2 separate regions of the Hordeum vulgare genome follow, and region 2 is linked to region 1. A link is a contact called in public Hi-C data. All regions are on one chromosome and are shown on one strand. Each heading gives the region's core, a stretch centred on a gene start, on an enhancer-like site or on the middle of the called end of the contact. The rest is flanking DNA. Distances are from core to core; before and after follow the strand shown.

Region 1 (5,863 bases), core at 335-2,834:
TTAAATTTTGCTCAGAATTTCCTATTTTTGTTCTCGATTTTCTTGAATTGTTTGGAAAATTCAAAAATTATCTTTCACTGTAAACACTCGTGTTGCAAGCAAGTCAACAGAACTTGTCAGCTCGATTGGTTAGGTTCTAGACTTCTCGAGCGAATGTCACGTATAGGATCTTTGGCTCGCACGCGATATTTTTGATGATCTTTTACGCGTTCAGAGCATTTTTTAAAAGGAAAAACACATTTCGAATTTGAAGAACAATTTTAAAAAGTTCAGAACATTTTTTTTAATTTGTGAACAACGTTTGGAAAACGTCAACTTTTTTTAAATTTGGAACATTTTTTAAAAGCAAGAACATTTTTCAAAATTGAAGAATAAATTTCGAACACCAACTTACTTTAAAATTGACAACATTTCGATATTACAAACATGTTTTGAAAATAACAGGTATTTTCCAAAAATAGTGAACGTTTTCTTGAAATACTGAACAATTTTTGAAAATCGTGAACATTTTTTGAAGTTACAAATATTTTTGTAAAATTACAACTATTAGGAATATAGAACATTTCATTTTAAAAACAAAAACATTTTTCGAATTTGAATAACAATTTTCGAACATGATTTTGTTTTAAAAAGATTAAATAACCTTGGAAAAAATGAAAGAAGAAGAAACAAAAAACAAAAAAATATAAAAAACAAAAAAATAAAAATAAATAGGAACATTAAAACGAAAAAATTGGTAAAAAACAGGATCAGGGAACCTACTTGCTGCACTATGCGACAAATAGGAGATTTCGTTCAACGAGGGTTCGAACCACTTTGTGGTGAGCACTCGGCTCTAACCATCCGGCCATGACCCGACTTGTGTAATTATATTTCAGATTAATATTTTACTGTATATGTCAGTTTGGTTTTTCTTCTTATTTTTTTTATCATATTTTTGTTTTCTTTAATGTGCCTTTTTGAAAAATCAGTGAACCTTAATGTTTTGTTTTTTTTTCAATTCTAAATTTCATGATATTTATAAAACCAACGGGTTTTCTTTTCAATCAGTGAAATATTTCCACTATTTTAAAATTAGAGAACTTTTTCAAAATTGATGAATTCCTTTTCAATTTTCATGAACTTTATTCATATTGGATGAACTTTTGTCAAGATCAATGAATTTTCTTCAAATTTGAAGAACTGTTTTCAAAATCGATGAACTTTTTTTCAAATTCGCTAACATTTTTCAGATTTAACGAATTTTTTGGAAAATAAATGATTTTTTTTCAAAGATAATGAATTTTTTGTCAAAACTGACGATTTTGTTTTTTCAAATCCTATAAACATTTTCAGAATTGATAAACTTTTTTTCAAATCCGATGGTTTTTTTGCAAAATTTGTGATCTTTTGTTCAAAATCAGTCTAACTTTTTAATTCACAAAAAAATTCGTTAATTGCGTGATTTTCGTAATTTTTCATATTTAATCAACGACTGACTGAACGGAGCTCACCATGATTGATCCCAGTAAGCGTTCGCGTATATGGGCCGGCCTATGAGGCCATGGTGTGTGGGCGCCAGCTAGGGATACTGGCGCCTGCAGCGCCGGTTAGGAGCTTCCGGCGCGAGCGCTATTTCTCTCTTTAGCGAGACGGGAAGCTCCTCTAGCATAGGGCGCTACGATGTCGGGCAGGCCCGTTATGCGAGCGCATTCTTTAAAAAGAATAGAGAAAATGGGAAACCCGGAAATTAATCCCTGGTCTAAAGATTATTGCGCAACGCTCCTAGCCACCCAGCTCAAGTCGAGTTCGGGTAAGAGTAAGTGGGCGCGCACTACCTGAGGCATAACGAGCTAGTTTCCACTGGTTTCCCGGTTTTTTCTTTCTCCAATATCTTATGTGTTATTCAATTTTTCTTCCTATTTTTTGATTCTTTTTATAAATTTTATTCTCTATTTTTTTCATCCTCTTTTCTACAATTTTCAATGCTTTTGTTTGTTTTCATTTCTTTCTTTTCTTTCTTCCATCTCCGGTCTTAGTTTTTCCAATTTTTTATTCTTTATATTTGTGCCTTTTCTTTTTTCACTTGTTTCTTCAGTATTTTTCCTTTCCCAATTCTTTTTTTATTTTCGTTTTCAATTTCTTAGGTTTTTTTTCATTCTACATTCCTATATACATGATTAATATATTTCCAAATATCTGTTCAATATTTTTAAAATTGTTATTCAACAGTTTTCAAGTACTTAGTCAACATTTTTATATAATTGGTCAACGTATTTTCAAATACTTTGTTAACATTTTTCAAATATTTGTTCAAGTATTTTCAAATATTTGTTAACATTGCTTAGATATTATTTTCATATTTTTATACACATTATCAGCATTTTTACAAATACGTGTTCAATATTTTTCAAATACTTGCTCAAATCTTTTTTACATGATCAAAAAAAATTGAAATATTTTTTAACATTTTTCAAATAGTTGTTAAACATTTTTAAATTACACATTCTATATTTTATATACATGATGTACATTTTATCAAATCATTAGTCAACATTTTCCAAATACTCTGTCATATTTTTTAAATACTTGTTCAATATTCTTTCAAATATTTGTTCAACATTTTCACATACTTGATCTTTTAAATACTTTCTCAACTTTTTGAAATGTTTTTTAAGAGTATTTTTCGTACTATATATTATAATGTTTAATAGCATAAAAAAGTAATATAGTAAAAATTAAAATTAAAACAGAAGACGTAAAAAACCAGGAAACGGGGGCTCTTGCCTCCCTCTGTCGCGGGCCGGTCCAGCTCGCTGGTCCCTTCAGCGAGTCCAAAGCCAGACTTGTTGAAGGCGAGTTATAGGGCCCGACTGGCTGTGCAGTGACTATTTATCAAACGAGCACAGGGAGAACTTCTGGCTAGAGGGGGGCGGGGGGTGGAGAAATGGGGCTGTCCATAGGATTCAAACGCCGCTCTTCCGGTTCGTAGCATGTGTGGCTAGCCATAGTACTAGGCTCGTGTTTGTGATGTACAAGTAGGGCGACTTTTCTTAATACCTCATCTGTAAGCTAATATAAAAACGTTTAGATTACTAAAATATTGTTTTAAATGCTCTTATAATATTTTACGGAGGGAGTACAAAATGAGCCGTGTTTTTCATTGTTTATACTCCATTTTGTTTCCCTTTCTTTATTTTTCTTTTTTTCTCTCGCTTTTCGCTGTTGTTTTCTTTCCTTCTTTGTATTCTCCTTTTATTTTTATTTATTTATTCTTCATTGTTATTTTCTATTTTGTTTGTTTTTGTTTTCATTCTATATTTTTGTAATGAAAAAAAGTGATTAACACTTTCAGTATACACGTTCAACATTGTTCGAGCGCTTCTTCCATATTTTCAGTACTTTTTAAATATTTTAGTAATTACTAAAACAAATACATTTTCTAGATTTCACAAACACTCTTTAAACATTTTTAATAATTATTTAACATTTTTAATACTTATTCAATAATTTTGAAATAGATTTTCAACATTTTAATATTTATTGAAAATTTTAAAATACTTATTAATCATTTTTAGTTTAGTTTTAATATTTTTAGTTCTTAATCAATATTTGAAAAATACATGTTAAATATTTTTCAAATATCTTATTGTAAAATTCTTTTTGAATATATCTAGAATCATTTAAAGTATAAATAAAATTTAAAAATAAATAAATAACGAGAACAGAAAACAGAAAAAATAGGACATGGCGTCCCGCACGTCTGGGCTGGTCCATCTGGGCTCCACCAGACTTATGGCTTCCCCCTGTGCTCGCTTAGAGCGAGACATATGGACGCCCTACACCAACCGTTGGTTGCCATTTGCCAACATAAAATTGGATACTTTGAATAATGTTTTATCTTCTTATTTATCATAGATGTTTTTCCATTTCTTTTGCGCAAATCATAGGTGATTCTCCTTGTTTGTGTGAGGATACTTTTACTCTTGGATAACAAGCTCTTAGGAATCACATGCACAGATGTTTCAAGTTTCCTTTGAAAGCAAATCAGAATCTATACTACTATTAAACAATTATATGAAAACTTTTTACGTGCACCCAGCAATTAGTACACCAAAATACACGAAGCAATCAGCACCACACAATTAGTCTCACAAATCCTAATCCAACAACCAACATTTACCTAATACATTTATGTGTGCACTTAGCAAATTCCTATGACTAACCGTGCTCCACCTCCAATAGACAGCGTTAATAGCTCGCTGTGAAAACACCCGGCTCAAACCGCTCGCACAGATCCCCTCTCACCCGATCGGCCCTTCGCCCCCTCGTGCTCGCCGTCGGCCCCGCACCGCGCCACCGCCGGCCACGCGCCCCGCCACCGTGGCCCTCCTCTCCCGCCGTCGAGCCCCGCTACCGCCAGCCGCGCGCCGCGCCACCGCGGCCCTCATCTCCCGCCCCCGATCGGGCCCTCGCCCTGCCACCACCGCCCACGCGCCCCGCCACTGTGGCCCTCCTCTCCCGCCGCTGAGCCCCGCTACCGCCGGCCGCGCGCCGTGCCACCGCGCCCCTCATCTCTCGCCCCCAATCGGCCCCTCGCCCCCTCGCGCTCGCCGTCGGCCCCCCGCCCTGCCACCGCCGGCCACGCGCCCCGCCACCGTGGCCCTCCTCTCCCGTCGCTGAGCCCCACTACCGCCAGCTGCGCACCGCGCCACCGCGGCCCTCATCTCCCGCCCCCGAGACCCGTCACGGACGTCCCCGCGCCGCACCACCGCCACCCTCTTTTCCGCCGCTGATACTTCCGAAGAGAATGATTGTCTGGTTGGGATCTAACCGTTTGATTATTTTTTCTTGTTTGGGATGCTCTGTCTTTGTCCCCTCTTTCAGATAGTTCATGAATAGGACGGCTGCTAGGCAGGTTAGGTTCGTGATAGATGATGAAATCTGGGGAGGAAGTTAGTCAGGGTCAGCAAATGGACGGTTTTGTGAAGGAGAAAGCTGCTGGGGAATCGGGCGATGGCCGGAAGATCAAGACGAGCCCTTCTATCAATCTGAATTCCTTGCCTACAATGGCCCCCGCTCCTGTGGAGATTGTTGTCCTGCACGATGCAATGGAGTCAGGCGCCAACGATGCTGAGTCCAGTGGCACTGATAAGAAGAAGCTCCCGAAGAATGAGGAAGTTGATGAAGGCAAAATTCAGGCACATGCAGACATGAAGAGCGACTCGGTTGACCCTTTGAACAACGAGAACCATGCTGGGGAGAAGGATGCTTTGGTAAGTGTGCTAGAAAATGAGGGGTGTGCGGATAGTGACGATAATTATAAGGGAGTTCAAGTTCTCATCGTTGTCAAAAAGGATGAGCATGAGGAAACTGTTGATTATATTAATCGTGTAACGGTTGCGGAATATAGAGAGGAGAAGGGTGCCGCCGGTTCTACTTCTGCAATTACTGCGGTGCGAGCACCTAGCTCCCGGTCGTCTTGTTACCATGGCGTGATCAGGTAGGCTTAGTTTTGATGAGAGGAAAGAAACAGAACAATGTGTTTCATTATATTAACTAAATAAATGCTTGATAGAGCTGCTTATCAGACTTCATCAATTGTGCAGGCATAGGTGAAGCGAGAAGTATGAAGCTCATTTGTGGGATAGTACTTGCAGAGTAGAAGGACGGAGAAGGAAAGGAAAGCAAGGTATGCCTATTTTTCTATACCTATACTACTATTTTCTGCTTTCTTTAATTCCAGCAACTATTCCCTATAGCAAAAATGTGTGACATGGTCCAACACATATCTTACAGTATTTTGAATAACCACAAAAATAATTGGGCCCATTGGAATATGTTTGGATTTTTCTATGGAATTTAAGAGCACTTTTAAATGCAA
Region 2 (6,195 bases), core at 125-2,624, 580 kb before region 1:
CCACAATAGCAACGATAAGTTTGTTAGTCAATCAGTAAAATAAATGGCTGAAAAGGCTGGATTATCACAATCCACAGACATACTGCCAAACGCAGACTAAGAGAGTCTTTGCCTCAACTCCACTTGTCTAGCGCACTGGAAATAGCTAAATGAGCTCAGAAGGTGAAATCCATTCCGAAAAATGAAAACTTTCCTAACTTGGGACAGACTTGACTAAGGCATGTGACAAAGTTTGGCTTCCAACCATGGCATGCAATAACACGTTTGGATTGTGACTATCTTTGCCACGTATTGCCACACTTCTTTTCTTTTAAATGATTGTCACACTTGCCTTACTTGAGGTGATCAAATTCTTAGCCACACTTTGGCTTGCCTTAGGGAATCTTGCCACACTTTTTGCATCTACGACATGTAGGGCTTACTACTCACAAAAAGAATCTTGCTTTAGGTGTGGCTAGAACCAAGCACCCTCCTAACTTGGTCAAACTTGCCTAAGTTGAGGTGTGGCAAAGTGTAGCTAGGAACCAAACATACCCTAACTTCTAAATCCTTGAAATCTATCCAACATAGCGCAAACTCGACTAGATTGTGAAATTACAGAATATCAGCGTATTCCATAACCTCATACCCGATTCTATCCCTAGAGGTGTGTGAGACAATACGGGAGCATCTATAATCATCATAATACAAACAGCAAGTAACCAATATTCGTCGACCAGATACCGAATTCACCCATACAGTGCCGTGGAGCAACAGCTTAAACCCGTAATCGCACCGTAATCCACCATCTCGGGAATCATATAGCTGCCGTCCGCATCACAGCGACAGCTTTGGATCGGAACGAATCCTGGCCGCACACATACAATCCCCCAAAAATAACAAAGGGGGTGAGGTGGCTAGCCGCACCCGAGCGAAGCGGATCGCTTACCCTTGCTGGCGCTGATGAGGAAGTAGCCGTCGGGCGTGACGGGGCTGTAGAACAGGTCGACCACCGGCCGCGAGTGGCCGTGGCACACCTTGGACACCGCCACCTTCTTCTTCTCCATTTCTCCTCGCCCCCCTCCCGCTAGCCTCCGCGGGCGGCCTGGCTCGTCGACTCCGGCGGCGGCCTGAAATGCGGCGCCCTCCTCCCCGAGGCCCTAACCCTAGCCCCGATCGGGAAAAAAAATGTCAGGGAGGATCGAGGCGGGGAGGGGAGTCGCGCGGCGGGGCGCGGGATATGCTGATCCGGATCCCTGGAGTTTGATCTGTACAGGAGTTTTTATTGGATAGAGGCGGCAATGGGGTGTGGGACTGGGAGGGAGGGAGGGAGCCGAGGGTGAGGCTGGCTCGCCTCGGGGGTGGGGACTGGGCGAAGGAGCGGGGAAGGGGAGTGGGGGGCGGCAGGAAGGCGACGGTCCGGCTTATATGAATCCCTCACGGACTCTCGGGGCTCCTGTCGGCCGTTGGATCGTGTGGTCTGACGGTGCTGCCCTCGTTGGTTAGATTTTGGACTTGTTTTGGGGACATGCTTGTGAATCTTTGGTGCTGGTCTGAATTTCTCCAAATTGTTGGTTCTTTTTCTTCGAATTAAAAACCTGACAGCGTGATGTGGAAATTGAGAAGTATATGTAGTCATTAAACCGATATACATATAAGAAAAAAACATACGCACGTTGTTTGTCTGCTGCATATCTAGGTTATGTTTCATTGTGGCTCATAGCAAAATATGTTTTATTTTGCGAAAAAACTTTATATCTGTTCATTTTTAATCATAACAGTACAAGGAACACCAAAAAAAGATATCCAGATTTGTATACCACCTAGCGATGACTACAAGTACTGAAGCGAGTCGAAGGCGCGCCCTCCTTCATCGCCTCTCCCATACCGGAGCGACAAAAAAAACTTGTTGTAGTAGACAGTTAGAAAGTCGTCTTGCTAAGACCAATTAGGACCAGCGTAACAGAACAGCAACCGTCACCGATGAAGAGTAGTGTAGATCAAAAGGATACAACCTGGAGACACACGAACATAAACAAACTACAACCATATCCGAGCAAATCCATCAAGAACAGATTCACCGGAGACACACGCCACAACCCACCAACGATGCTAGGCACATCACCGGCGGTAGCTAGGTGACGAGAACCTTATTCCATTTTCAAGGAGTCGTCATCTTCTTGTCTTTTTAAACAGGACGCAAACTCTAACAAAACTCAAAGGAACTTTTAAAAACAAAGCCCCCAACCGACAAGGGTTGGGATCCACCGCGCCGCCATGGCCCTAAGGCCACCAGAGACGAGGCGGTCGGTGACGGGGGGTAGATAAACCCTAGTCTTCATCGTGCAGAGAGCGTGTTGTTGGAAATATGCGCTAGAGGCAATAATAAATTGGTTATTATTATATTTCCTTGTTCATAATAATCGTTTTTTCTCCATGCTAGAATTGTATTGATTGGAAACTCAAATACATGTGTGGATACATAGACAATAAACTGTCCCTAGTGAGCCTCTAGTTGACTAGCTCATTGATCAAAGATGGTTAAGGTTTCCTAGCCATAGACAAGTGTTGTCACTTGATAACGGGATCACATCATTAGGAGAATGATGTGATGGACTAAGACCCAAACTATGAACGTAGCATATGATCGTGTTATTTTGTTGCTATTGTTTTCTGCATATCAAGTGTACATTCCTATGACCATGAGATCATGTAACTCACTCACACCGGAGGAATGCTTTGTGTGTATCAAACGTCGTAACGTAACTGGGTGACTACAAAGGTGCACTACAGGTATCTTCGAAGGTGTCTGTTGAGTTAGCATGGATCGAGACTGGGATTTGTCACTCCGTATGACGGAGAGGTATCTCGGGGCCAACTCGGTAATACAACATCACATACAAGCTTTGCAAGCAATGTGACTAAGGAGTTAGCCACGGGATCTTGTATTACGGAACGAGTAAAGAGACTTGCCGGTAACAAGATTGAATAGGTATTGGGATACCTACGATCGAATCTCAGGCAAGTAATATACCGAAGAACAAAGGGGATGGTATACGGGATTATATGAATCCTTGACATAGAGGTTCAACCGATAAGATCATCGTGGAATATGTAGGATCCAATATGGGCATCCAGGTCCCTCTATTGGATATTGACCAGAGAGTGTCTCAGGTCATGTCTACATAGTTCCCGAACCCGCAGGGTGTGCACGCTTAAGGTTCGGTGACGTTTTCGCATAGTTGAGTTATGTCTTCTGGTGACTGAAGTTTTGTTCGGAGTGTCGTATGAGATCCCGGATGTCACGAGGAGTTCCATAATGGTCCAGAGACGAAGATTGATATATAGGAAGTTGGTTGTCGGTGTTTACTCACAACATATGCCATGGGTAGGCTAAAGATGGTGAGAACCGAAAGGACACTAGAGGCGCTGGGGACGAGGTTGGTACAAGCGAGGTACCCAGGTTCGGGGCTCTCCATAGAGATGATACCCCTAGTCCCGCCGGAATGTATAATGCACTAGTGAGGCTACAATGTGCTCCTGGAGTTGTTCTACGGAGGAGGAAGAAGGAGCAGCCGACTCGCATCTACCTCTCCTGTATGAGTGTGTGTGTGTGTGTAGGATTGACCGACCCTCTGCATGGAGAGAGGTCGGGGGGTTTTATAGACGAACCCACCGACCTACAATAAGGATAAAAGTACATGAGTGGGACCCGGCTGGCAGCCTCGCCGGCTGACCAAGGGGTCCGCAGGGGTCTTGTCTTGTCCCTGGAGGGGCCCGCCGGCTGCAAGGTCCCATCTGGCGATGGGACCCGCAAGCTAGCCAATGAGGTTCTCGCGTAAGGCCGACGCAGGACACGTGTTGTACGTCCGGCGTCATCTTGCGAGATTCGCCATGGGCAGCCAGTACATCCGTCTCCACTATTCCCACGCCGAGTGTGGTAATGGAGTGGGAGTTTGACGGGCCGACACTGTGCACGATGATGGATCGGAACCAGGGTAGGTCAGCGGCATGGCCGCCGACGTTGTACCTGCCGTGCGCTCCAAACCTGTACTCGTGCTGACAAATACGCAGCTTTGATCGTAGGGTCTCGTCATGACCTACGGTCTGATGTGACTTGGACTCCCTGGCCGGCCAGCAGCCTCGCTAGGCGGCCCTGGGAACGACCATCTCGCCTCTAGCCGACAGGGGCTTCCTAGTCGGCTAGAGGGAGTTGACCGTCTCGCCTCTAGCCGGTAGGGGCTTCCTAGCCGGCCAGAGGGAGTTGTGTTTTTCCTTCAAGATAGAATGCAAAGGAGTAGGCTCAATGAGCCTACCTCGGGTTATCCCCCCGTCAGTAGTCCCCGAAGCAGGGGAGGCCCGCCGCCTCGGAGCGAGAGGCCTCGCCGGCTTGAGTTGTTTGTTGTTGATCTCCTTTCGCCACCTGCGGCACGAGGCGCCAGTTAGGAAGCCGTCTGGCTTCCAAGGGACGCCTCGGCTTCGTCGCAAGTTGCACAGGTTGCGCCACGTGCTAGGCCCTGGCCCGACGTGATGATGATTTGCTCAGTTGACGGGATTGGTCCTGAGCCGTGGGTCCCGCCACGACGCCTCCTCGGCCCCCGCGCGGCGGATCCTTTGCGGATTTACTCCGCGACGGTTGGGTTTCGGGAGTCGTTAATGCCCCCGTAATAATCGGGGGAGGTGGGCCTCGTGCGCACTGGATCCCCTCCCCACAATCCATCGTGGGGGTTTAAATGGGGTGCAGGAGCACCAAGGAGGCCATTTGCCCCCTTCTCGTCCCGCACCTGCGCCCCTTCCTCCTCTGAGCCCAGAGAAAGAAGAAGCCTTGCTTCGTCTTCATCGTTGCGCAAGCCATCGCCGCCAACCACCATGAGCTTTCGCCATCCGCCGCCATGTCGAGCAGTGCCCCTAAGAAGGGACAATACAATGGTGCCTGGCTCGGTAGCGATATTTGCGACGGCCACATTGAGGTGCTCCGCCATCTCCGCCTTCTGCCTCCTGCATCTCTAGTGGCGGTGCGGGTGCCCGGAGCCGAAAACGCCCCGACGCCAAAGGGGGGGAGGTAGTCGTGTTCGAAGAACACTTATACCGAGGTTTCGGGCTCCCGGTAAGCAATTTCTTCGCCAACTTCCTCATCTTCTTCGGCTTGCAGCAGCACGATCTGGCGCCTAACACCATTATTCAACTTGCTTCCTTCGTCGTCCTGTGCGAAGGCTTCCTGGGTATCAAGCCCCGCCTCGACCTCTGGCAAAAGTTGTTTTTCTTCAAGTAGTAGTCCGTGAAAATTGACAAGGCCGAGGCAGAGAAGCTCCAAGGCCCCCGCCCGATGACCCCATGCGGCGCGGCACTGGTGCATCATCGAACGACGTTCGGCTTCCCCCAGATGTCGTTGCAGGACTCCATCAAAATATGGCGGAGGGGATTCTTCTATGTGAAGAACGTCGACCCCTCTCACGACGGCCTCAACTTGCCCCCCTTCACCATCGATCCTCCGACGGTGAAGAGGAACTGGAAAGCTTCGTATCCGAAGCCGATCGCCGAGGTGGCGCAGATATGCGCGTACCTCGAGACCATGAAGACTCGCGGCCTCGTGGGCAGTGACCTGCTCACCACCATGATGACCCGCCGGATCCTGCCTCTGTAGAGGCGGCCGCATCTGATTTGGCAGATGGGCTGCCGGCGTGATCCCTGCCGGCTCTCTACCAAGAACTTCCAAGCCGGCGCGGTGGCTCAGAATGTGAACCTGATCCCCTCCGCCAATATGGATGAAGGTGGAGGTTGGGAATGGGGAATGGGCCCTTACGACCGAGCCCATCTGGCCCCAGTGGTAAGTATCTTCCTGAATCTTGCTTTTCTTATCTTTGAGCTTGATATTCTCTCTTCTGAGTCGGCTACCGACTCCCTTGCTTAGTTGTTCGAGAGCCTGCAAGTGCTTGGCCCGCGAGCCGCCGACGTGGAGACGTTGGACCCTTGGGAAATTGAGGATGAGAGGGTGATAGAGCCGCGGGCCACCGTCTCCGAAGGTTCGGAGGAAACGCTAGAGTCGGAGGGATCCGAGCCGCCTGGTGAGCACCTAAAGCCCTCCCTTCTTGACTGGACGAATGATGACGAGACGCCGCATGCTCCGTATGATGCAACCTTCGGGGAGGATCCACAGGATCCGGAGGAGGTCACCAGCCCTCCCTTGACGCGAGGTCGCCGCAATGCCGGCGAGAC

Evidence for each region. A called contact is a pair of places that touch in the nucleus more often than the background predicts.
Region 2: a contact with region 1 is called in a Hi-C map of seedling, with 4 times the contacts expected there. The contact joins the promoter of LOC123413342 here to the enhancer-like site in region 1. A contact is called at or near these places in 2 of 6 Hi-C or Micro-C datasets (leaf and seedling).

What each region holds. Positions count from the first base shown.
Region 1 is chr7H:490,375,297-490,381,159 of MorexV3_pseudomolecules_assembly, reverse strand. It overlaps the pseudogene LOC123409137. Among protein-coding and RNA genes, the nearest start is that of LOC123410015, 93 kb to the left of the region's middle. Within about 2 kb of position 1,584, at least 3 of the 3 cell types and tissues checked have open chromatin away from gene starts, as enhancers often do. A contact at or near this core is called in leaf and seedling, where this site is marked.
Region 2 is chr7H:490,952,598-490,958,792 of MorexV3_pseudomolecules_assembly, reverse strand. LOC123413342 (serine-threonine kinase receptor-associated protein-like) reads right to left here and starts at 1,374. Exons shown (of 7, transcript XM_045106287.1): 1 at 929-1,374. The coding sequence starts at 1,046.